Linked DNA regions of Hordeum vulgare: region 1 is linked to region 2. Evidence: chromatin contacts called from public Hi-C data. All regions are on one chromosome and are shown on one strand. The core of a region is the stretch at or near the end of the contact, and the rest is flanking DNA. Distances in the headings are between cores, read along the strand shown. Region 1 holds the start of LOC123398986 (probable F-box protein At2g36090). Region 2 holds the start of LOC123395679 (mRNA-decapping enzyme-like protein).

What was found. Hi-C and Micro-C count contacts between places; a contact is called where the count stands out from the background.
Region 1: a Hi-C map of leaf shows a contact between it and region 2, with 3 times the contacts expected there. The contact joins the promoter of LOC123398986 here to the promoter of LOC123395679 in region 2. A contact is called at or near these places in 5 of 6 Hi-C or Micro-C datasets (leaf, seedling and an unstated tissue) and 1 of 1 datasets of contacts at active chromatin or transcription factors (embryo).

Annotation. Positions count from the first base shown.
Region 1 is chr5H:272,421,878-272,427,181 of MorexV3_pseudomolecules_assembly, forward strand. It overlaps LOC123398986 (probable F-box protein At2g36090), which reads right to left and starts at 3,896. Exons shown (of 1, transcript XM_045093426.1): 1 at 2,649-3,896. The coding sequence starts at 3,670. The coding sequence ends at 2,717.
Region 2 is chr5H:272,038,550-272,043,714 of MorexV3_pseudomolecules_assembly, forward strand. LOC123395679 (mRNA-decapping enzyme-like protein) reads left to right here and starts at 3,097. Exons shown (of 8, transcript XM_045090710.1): 1 at 3,097-3,353; 2 at 3,437-3,477; 3 at 3,575-3,624; 4 at 4,521-4,665. The coding sequence starts at 3,162.

The DNA of each region.
Region 1 (5,304 bases), core at 2,646-5,145, 380 kb after region 2:
CAGTACCATGTTGTCACCACCAACACGTGCAAAAGGGACAAAAAAGTCAAACAAAGGGCCATCAACATGGCTGAGCCGGCGGTTCCGAGGTACCTCAATTGGTCTGAGCAGCCTATCACGTGGAGTAGAGAAGATCACCCGCCCCGGATTGATAATCCCGACGACTTAGCATTGGTGGTGGCGCCGCAAGTTGGGGGATACACCCTCTCCAAGGTCCTCATGGATGGAGGCAGCAGCATCAACATTTTATACTATGATACCTTACGGCGGATGAACTTTTCTGAGGGTGACTTGATGCCATTGACCACGGTGTTTCACGGCAGAGTCCTAGGTAAGTCGGCGTATCCGGTTGGGAGGATCAAGTTAAATGTGGCTTTTAGTACTGAGTCCATTTACAGGAGCGAGGCTCTGATGTTTCAGGTTGTCAAGTTCAAGAGTCCTTACTATGCTCTGTTCTGGCGGCCGGCTGACGCCCTGTTCATGGCCCGGCCTTGTTTTGTGTACCTCAAGCTCAAAATACCGGGTCTTAGCGGTACTATCACAGTCAATGGGGACCGAAAAATAGCACAGGATTGCGAAGAAGGAGACGCCGCTTATGCTGAGTTGGCCTGCGCTGCGGAAGAGTTGAAGTTTCACAAAGCCAACATGGACCCGGCCGACATGAGTCCGCTCAAGAAGCCCACTGTTGATTTTTAGCCGCCTCTCAAGTTCAAGTCGGCGGCTGACACCAAGCAGGTTGACTTCACTCCAGGCGACTCTTCTAAACAGTTTACTATTGGGACAGACCTAGATCCCAAATATGAAATCGCGCTCATCAAATTCATCTGTGAGAATCGAAACATCTTTGCATGAAAGCCCTCTGACATGTCAGGAGTACCGAGAGAATTCGTTGAGCACCATCTCAATGTGGGTCCTAAGATGAAGCCGGTTCGTTAGTATCTCCGTCATTTTAACGAGGATAGACGAAAAGCAATTGGGGAGGAAATCGCCCGCTGGGTTCATCATCGAATTTTTCCATCCAGAGTGGTTGGCTAACCCGGTCATGGTTCTTAAGAAGAACGTCACCTTTTATATGTGCATTGATTATACAGATCTCAACAAGCTTGTCTGAATGACCCTTTTGCTCTCCTCCGTATCGATCAAATCATTGACTCTACGACAGGTTACGAACTTTTGTGTTTTCTGGATTCTCCGGTTACCATCAGATCAAGATGGCTAAGGAGGATCAGAAGAAAACGGCCTTCATAACCCCCTTCGCTTTCTGCTATGTCTCTATGCCCTTTGGGCTTAAACCCGCGGAAAGACTTATCAGCCCTTCATTCAGAACTGTTTACACACTCAGATTAGTCGCAATGAACTCAGACCCACATGTATATATGGATAGAATGGACGTTGTGCACCTGGGACACGAAAGACCAACGTTGCGCACCCTTGTAGATAGATTTTTCCAACTTTTAATCAAGGACCCGACTATAGAGCGGCACCGCACCCGGGCGTTGCCGTGCAGCGGCTCTTATACTAATATGCATGCATGTCGGTTATTAAAAAAGGATTCAACTCGCCTCGCATGCACATGCACCTAAATATAGACATAAAGATTCTCTCCAGTGTTTGAAATTCAAAAAGTTTTATCTTTAAAACCGTTAATTCAATTGATGATATGTTTTCACCGTTGGCTTTGTCGCGACAAGATCTTCGAAACTAGATCCCATGTCGACATGTTTCGACAAACTTTTTTTCCCTTCCGTAATTGCCACATTGTTCCACTCACTTGCTATATTATTAATCACTTACTTGCCCAATAAAAATAACTTAATTGTCATATTTTTTTATGTCGTTTCGTGCAAAGATTGTCGATGCTTATATATGCAGTCCCCCAAATGTTTTAATGTGCTTGTCATTTTTATTCTACTAAGTTGTCATGTGGTCTCATAAAGCTTGTAAGTCCTTACAAAATCACATTTGCCACGTATATTTTTTGTGCTTGTCATTTTGATCCTACCTCGTCGTCATATTGTCTCATACAATTTGTGAGTCATTGTAAATATGACAAGTTGATATATTTTAAATTGGCAAACAGAACCAATGACATGCTTTTATATCATGTATAATGAAATCTGTTACAAGGCTTTTGTACGAAACAACATTAAAAAATGACAATCAAGTTATTTTTTTAAGGCAAGTAAGTGGTTAATAATATGCAAGTGGGTCAAAAAATGTGGCAATTATAAACGAAAAAAAATAGTTGACGAAATATATCGACATGGGATCTAGTTTCGAAGAACTCGTCGCGAGAAAGCCAATGATGAAAATGAATCATCGATTGAATTAACGGTTTTGTAGATGAAACTTTTTGAATTTCAAACATCAAAATGAATTCACGTTATCTCTAGCATGCAAAACTCTTTCCCCTCTCTAATCTAACGGTCCCACGCGATATGCTTAGATTAGATGGGTCAGTGTGCCCGCCGCATGACAACGCAGCCGTGTGCGCACTGTAAATTACTCCCTCCGTTCCTAAATATAAGTCTTTCTAGAGTTTTCACTAATGGACTACATACGGATGTATATAGACATACTTTAGAGTATAGATTCATTCATTTTGCTTCGTATGTAGACACCTAGTGAAATATCTTAAAAGACTTATATTTAGTTACGGAGGGAGTAGATTTTTCCTTAAATCAATACTTTTAAGTTACAGCCGGCCGTCGCACTGTCACCGGAATGTGAGCATGACCAAGAAAGCTAGGAAAGCTGCAGCGCCGAGGCCTGAGCAGCAGAGGTCAACGATGCTCTCCCGCCTCTCCTTTCGTTCCTTCCTTTCCCGCTTCCCCTCGGCGAACTCCTCGTAGAGCTGCCTCAATGCTTCCTCCGCTCCACGGCGCTGCCTCGCGCTCGCCATGGCCGTGGCGACCGCGGCCAGCCCGTCCTGCCCGTTCACGCCGCCACCCTCGGCGTCCGCCGCGCACAGGTTTATTTCCCTCACATGCCCGTGCCGATCGTCGCACATAACCGCCGCTTCCAACGCGACGCCGCCGCCGAGCACCACGGTGAACCGCACCACGGACTCGCCGGTCAGCCACCTCCTCTCGATGGACACGGGACGCCGGCTGGAGACGTTCACGGCGGCGCCGGTTGCCGGGTCGATCAGTATCCAGTTCAGCCTCAGATCGCCTGGCGTGATCGGCGACGGCGACGTGAAGCCCTCCTGGAGGAGCGCGTCGACGCGGAACGGTGACCCGAGGAACCACGCCGACGAGGCTTCCGTCTCAACGACGCGGGACATGATGCAAACGCCGTTGTGGTGCAGGTCAACGGCCGAGACGAGCCGCGCCGGGAGGGAGCTCGACACCGCGGGTGACGCGGTCGGGAACGGGAACGCGTCAGCGTAGAGAGCCCGGTAGCCGCCGTCGCCGCCGCAGCTGACGACTTGACGTAGCGACGGCCACATCTCGAGGCAGAGCGCCCGCCACGCGTCGGGGTCGTTGGCGAGCTCGCGGAATCCCGCGCTCGCGCACCCAACTGCCGCGAGGGACGCGCCGTCGAGACAGCGGAGCACGGTAACCAGGACTTCCACGGGGAGGTCCTCGATGACTGTCTCAATGCCGCCGTCGTGGTCGCACGCCGGTGAACAACCCCCCGTCATCTCCTCGACGCGAGCTCCCACCATGACCGCAGGGTCGATCGATTGCAGAGGCTGGCACGCAGTAGCGCGCGCACGTGGAACCGCAGTGCAACTTCTGATTGTCGCGCTGCGATCGACCGGCGATACCGTGACTTTTCTCAAAATCTTGTGTAGGTTGTGATGTGAGGCTCCTGCAAGTTCCTGACGCTTATTAAGATAAGATCACGTGTAGGATACTTTTGGGCTTTGATTGGGTTTGAAGCTAATAATAACTTGGTTATATATATTTGTCTGGAGGGTGAGTGATCACGGTCTGAAAGGGAAGCGACCGCCGCCGGGTCTACTCGTTCGTTCCTGTAGAACGGAGACGCCACGGTGACGCTCCGGGGCGTCTCCCCAACGCAAAGCTGACTGGAAGGTTCACGTGGCCACGATTTCGCCTCTCGCTTCAATGCGTTCGTGTGTGCACCTACATTTCACTGACGTGCGGGGCCAGGCCGTGCAGGAATGGGCATGGCTCCTTTGACCGGCGCGGCAGCGAATGGGATTACATTAGGTTGGAGGGTAACTTTCATATACTGATCTGTTCTCGTGCTTACAAATTTCAGTCGTATTATTTCACGTTCTGGTGTTCAGAGAAACGACGATTGCAGTTGCACTAGCAGGAGTGGTACGTTAAACTACGTTTATTGTGACGGGCAACAACACATGGTCCCATTTTTCTCCCACACTAATGCCCCGACCTAAACGCTCTGAATCCTTCAAAGATTGGCGTGTCTCCCTGTGCTCAACACACACGGTTTGTCGTTGATATTTGACATTGGAGGCTATCCTTTCGTGAGTGTTTGGCATGTGCGGTTTTTATTCTACACTTGTGTTATTTTAGGCCCTGTTTAGAACCACCCAGATTATATAATCCAGTTTTTATAATCTATTCTGTCTCCAAACATGACAGTTTATGGTGTAGATTATAAAAACTAGATGGATAGATTATTAAAAACTCATAATCTACTCTATACCAGCTAAAATCAGATTATGGATTGTTAATGACCCATTACCCTTGTAAAATTGGAGATAATTACATTCGTACCACCGCCACCCTCCTAATTTAAAAAAAAAACAGAGGGCAGACATGTCATTATGCAATGTAAAACATGTATTATAGTTTATATAATCTGGCCTCCAAACATGTCCACCTAGATTATTTTTATAAACCAGATTATATAATCTATTGTCACAATCCAGATTATCATAATCTATTATGGTTCCAAACAGGGCCTTAAACGATTGGACAATTGATTAATTTGTTAAATTGTTCCATTCTTTTCGCTAACAGTTGCCCGTCCGGAGTTACACAGGAGGTGAAAATAATTATAAATATTTTTCAAGAGGTGTTCGAGCCAAAGTATTTAGGCTTGCGAGTCCCTCAAGGTAAAATGAGCAAATAATTACTCCAACCCATACACGCAAGGCTAAGCAAAAGGCTAGTTGATTGGAGTGAAACGTGCATATCCATGAGACCATGACAAGTAAGGAGGTTTTAATTAAGACGGTGGCTCAAGCAATACCGATTTACATGATGAGTATTTTCAAGCTTTCCATGTCAGTGTGCGATGATCTGTCTCGATTAATTCGGCAATACTGATGGGGTGTCGAGGATGGTAAGAGGGAGATGACAT
Region 2 (5,165 bases), core at 1,847-4,346:
GAGGCAGGGCTGGTTGTTGTCTATATATAGAAACGAGCTAGGGTTTACAGATTTCGTCCAAATTCGGACCGCAGGATCGCGATCGAACGACTCCGGCGATGGCTAGGGGCTAGGATATAGGGCTTAGTGGATGTGTAGAGGGGTTTGTGGGCTAAGAAGAGAGAGAAATTTGCGGCCTGACACAAGATTTTAAACACCAAAAAATGTTCGACTATAACCGATGACGGTGCCGCTGCGTTCGACCGTTCAGGTATCAAACGGACTCCGATTACGCCAAAATTTGGCAGGTGGTCTACCTACATTAAAATAAGACCTCATGCCAAGTTTTAACTCAATGTGAGAATATTTTAAATACACTTTTAAAAACAATATTTTAACGATGCCGCATGCGCGTGCATGTGTGGTTGGACTGAAAACGAACAACGACGAAAACGGAGAGAACCAGCAACTAACAACGGAACCGAGTTTTGAAAACTGGTGGCAACAGAGTGTCGATGCAATGCGAATGATGCGCATGATGCGATGATGAATGCGACAAACAAATAATTAACAAAGTGACAATGGAATAAAAGGGGAATCTTCTAGAGCGTCGGTCTCGGGCTGTTATAGAGGGCGAAGGCCTTAGACTGCTGACCATTGATCATCGCCTTAAAGGAGGCCGAAGCCAGGAGCCCACATATCCACGAGCACCACCGACGTCCAAAGCCCCTTCTCATGAGAACCTCAAGCAAAAACTCCGAAGATGGGTTGTCGAAGGCTTTTGAAATATCAATTTTCATCAAGACCGCGGAGGTTTTCCTTCCATGCAACAATTTCGCCGTATTCTTCACGAGCTTGAAAATCTCGTGGATATTTCTAGCACACACAAAAGCGCACTCAGCCTTAGAGATCAGAATGGGAGAAGGGGTGCCAGCCTGCCTGAGAGGATTTTGACGAAGATCTTGGCAGCAAATGGATGAGATTAATCATTGTGAAGTCCGACAAATCAACGATATCCGCCTTCTTTGGGAGAAGAGTGATCAGAGACGAATTGAGGCAATCGAAGGAACCAAACCTCCCGGCATGCAGTGTCCGAAACACTCAAAGCAGGTCAACTTTAACAGTGTACCCAACATATTTTGAAGAACAACCCGGTGAAATCGTCCGGGCCAAGTGCACGTCAGATGACATATCCATAATCTCCCGGCTAAAGACAATATGGCAGCCAGATTACTGCTAAAATTCAATTTTCACTTACGGATGTTGCCGCTTCGTCGAGCTTTTTTGCAACTATGTACAAGTAGACAAGCCTCATGCTCAGGAATTTGACACGAATCATGAAAATTTAATAAAGAAAGTCCATGACAACTTACCGTCACATGCAATTAATGGCTACTTTTTTATATCACATGCAATTACTCGCTACTTCATTGTATTGATCAAAGTAGTGTAAAAACAGATGGATTAGAACCTATAACTCGATTCTGCCGGTCGTTAAACTTAGTTACCACAAAAAATCTTAAATTTATTTGATGGACGTGGTTATCGAGTGCATGAGCGCCCGCTCGCGGTAGTGGACGCACCTAAGGACAACCAACCACGTGTATTTATTAGCGTTTCAAAAAATTCAAAAAGTCATAACTTTTGAACCAAGCGTCAGAATGACGATTCGTTTTCACGGCTGTGTTTCTTACGACGAGCTCTTCAAAACTAGATCCCATATGGATAGGTTTTGACAAACTTTTTTTTAGCAACTTTATGTGCTAGATGAGGCAACTTTAGTCCTATAGGCAAGCAACTCCTTTCCCCTTAGTATGGCTATCTATCAATGAAGAATTCTTCTAAGTTGGTTACCACGACTAACAGTTGACTAGATTCACCTCTAAAAGCTTTACATAATTAAATAATGATGATCACTTGCCTATGATTGATGCTCAGTTGCCTACAAATATTATGAAATTGCTCAATTTTGATGCTCAGTTGCCTATAAAATACTATAAAATTGCTCAATTTTAATGCTCGGTTGCCTATTACTGATGGTCAGTTGCCTACATTTGATGTTTAGTTGCCTGCCATTAATGCTCAGTTGCCTGCTATTTGTGAATAGTTACCATAATTGCACTCGAGTATCACAAAAAGTTAGCAACTTTTAGTGTTTTTTGTGTAACTCGAGTGCATTCAACAAGCAATCCATGTGTACACACATGATGCAATTTATCTATCATCAAAGTTGCTTCTGTTTAGCACTAATTTGACTCATATACCATTGGAGTTGTTTTTGAAAAAAATTCTTCAAAACATATTCATATGGGATCTCGTTTTGAAGAGTTCGTCACGAGAAACCCAACGGTGAAAACATATCATAATTTCGACACACGGTTTGATAGTTATAGCCTTTTAGATTTTTTCATACATGAACTAATGGATATCCAACGCATGTGGAGCTGAGCATGCACATCCGACACATAATTTAACCATTTAAGTTTGGAAATAACTGACCACATTTGCCATATGGTGGCTAAAGGGTGAAGTTATTTAACCTTATAGTCATGATAGATAATTTCGAAGGAATTTTCGTTGATAGGCAATCATACTACGCACACTAATAAAAGTTACTTTTCTTTAGCACTAAAGTTGCCTAAATATCACTCCACAGTTGTTCAATTTTTTTTGTCGAAACCTATTCATATGAGATCTAGTTTTGACGAGTTCATCGTAAGAAACACAACCGTGAAAACGAATCATCGTTTTAAAGCTTGGGTCAAAAGTTATAGTATTTTGAAAAAAAACCAGAATAAAGTGGAATAACTTGCTACACACTTCCGCGTGAAGGTGCACTCGTTTCAACAAAATAGTACAGCTACACTATTTAGTATTTGGGTTATTTTATATATACCCGTTGCAACGCACGAGTCTTTTGATAGTAGATATAAAATGGATATATATTTTTTTTGTTAATCAAAATTCTTTAAAAAACAAAAAAGGCCCGGACTATTTTTTTTTACAACAAATAGGGTCCGGACTATGCGATACCGTATAATATTTGAGAGCGATTTGGCGATCCGCGTCGTCTTATTATGGTGTGACGGTTCCACAAACAGCAAACATCCCACTCGATACTCGATAGCTCTCAGATCCCCCGTCCCCACCCCGACCCCCAGCAACCCGGAGGCGACCTCGCGATGCCGCCGCCACCGCCGCCGCAGCCGCACCCGAACGGGGGAAAAGTAACGCCGAACCTGGCCATGGACGCCGAGGGCACGCGCCTGCTTAACCTCACCGTCCTGCAGCGCCTTGACCCCGCCGTCGAAGACATCCTCATCACCGCCGCACACGTCACGCTCTACGACTTCAACATCGACCTCAACCAGTGGGTGAGGGCTCCTCTCTCGTCCGATGCCTTTGCTGCACTCGACCACGATCCGTTCCGATCTGATTTTATTTCTGTTTCGTGCAGAGCCGGAAGGACGTGGAGGGATCGCTCTTCGTGGTGAAGAGGTGAGACAGATTGGGGAAAACGTGTTTAGGGTTTATATGTGGGTTTTGTGCGCGTGCAGCAGCTAATTGTATTAGGATTGCGTTGGATTGCGTGTAGGAACTCACAGCCGAGGTTCCAGTTCATCGTCATGAACAGGCGCAATACCGGTACGTGCATCTTTGATCTAAGTTGGTTGGCTGGTCTCTCGTACGTACTGTATTTGATTACCGACGTACTAGTTTATATATTGCACGAGCAGAAGGATCTGTAGTACGCTGGGTCCTTCAAATAGGATAGAGATCACGATGGAACATTCTTTTGTGTCAGTGCGTCCTAAATCCTAAGATTGACTTGTGTTAAGTAGATTGGATCATTATTGATGAAGTAGTGCATTAGTTAGATTAAAATGAATTGGTTATAGTATGTTGCTTGATTCAAACAGATTTGGTCGGCACTGAAAAATTGCATTTATCGGCGATGCTGAGCCACATTAAAAAACAAGTAATTAGATTTTTATGACGCTGTTTTTATTCAGGCTGATAGTTAACTCTCCAGTGATATTGTTACAAGGGATCAGAGATGATCTTAGAGTTTGCTAAAAAAGAAAGAAGAGATGATCTTAGAAAGTTTAGGATCTTGCAGTAGCTCTATGGCTGCATATACAAATCTGATGGGGCCTGTAGCACTAATTCTTGGTCAATGGATCAACTGGAGAAATCTGATACACATCAAGATAGTATCGATCTAAATTCTTATTATGTTTTAGATAGATTTAGTGTGGAGAAAAGATGTGAACTGTCACATAAACACAAAACAGATGCCCATGTGAACACACTGTGAACAAGGTTTGTCATTCATGTCTGAGTAGACAAAATTTTTGGGGTTTGGCGTTCTGTTTCTCACTGTAGTAAGATAGGTGTGTTTTCGTGATTTGTATTTTTACAAGGTATTTAGAGTGTAGCCATAGACTGACAACTCCTCAGTTTGCCTAGATGCTATTTTTTCTATGGTATATAAAGTAAAGTGATTGGCCCATGAAAATATCGCGTTCTATATTTGACAGATAATCTCGTGGAGGATTTGTTGAGTGATTTTGAATACGAACTCCAGCCTCCATATTTGTTGTATCGGAATGCCACACAGGAAGTAAATGGCATTTGGTTTTATAACCAACAGGAGTGTGAAGCTGTTGCTAGTTTGTTTGGAAGGTAAAGTTTGTGTACCCCCCCCCCCCCCGCCCCCGCCCCCGCCCTCCTGGGTCAGTGCCTTATTTTTCTTTTTACAAGTGTGTAGTCAGTGTACCCAATCACCCCACTTTTGTTATCTTCGGTACTAAAATATTTAGTATTTAGTGCTGTTCAGTTTACGTACTCGCACACAATGTATATAGTTTGGCGAACACCAAATATATATTGTAATAACAAGTGGTGAAAGTTTAAGTTTTTAGGATCATGCAAACATTAAAATATGACATCTTTAGGAAACTGGAGGAAGAATTTGACTTTGGAAGTTTTGTTTACTCTAGTTGAACTGTCGAATACTGAGAACTGTCGAATATTCTATTTGCCATTGTTTATAAAGCGGTAAAGCGACCTAAAGCGAGCACCACCCGCTCTAATGCTTAAGTGACGCCTAAGTGCCTAAAGCGGGCAAATATCTAAGGCGCTGCCAGGGCGCCTTGTCGCTTAAGCTTAAGCGATGCATAAGC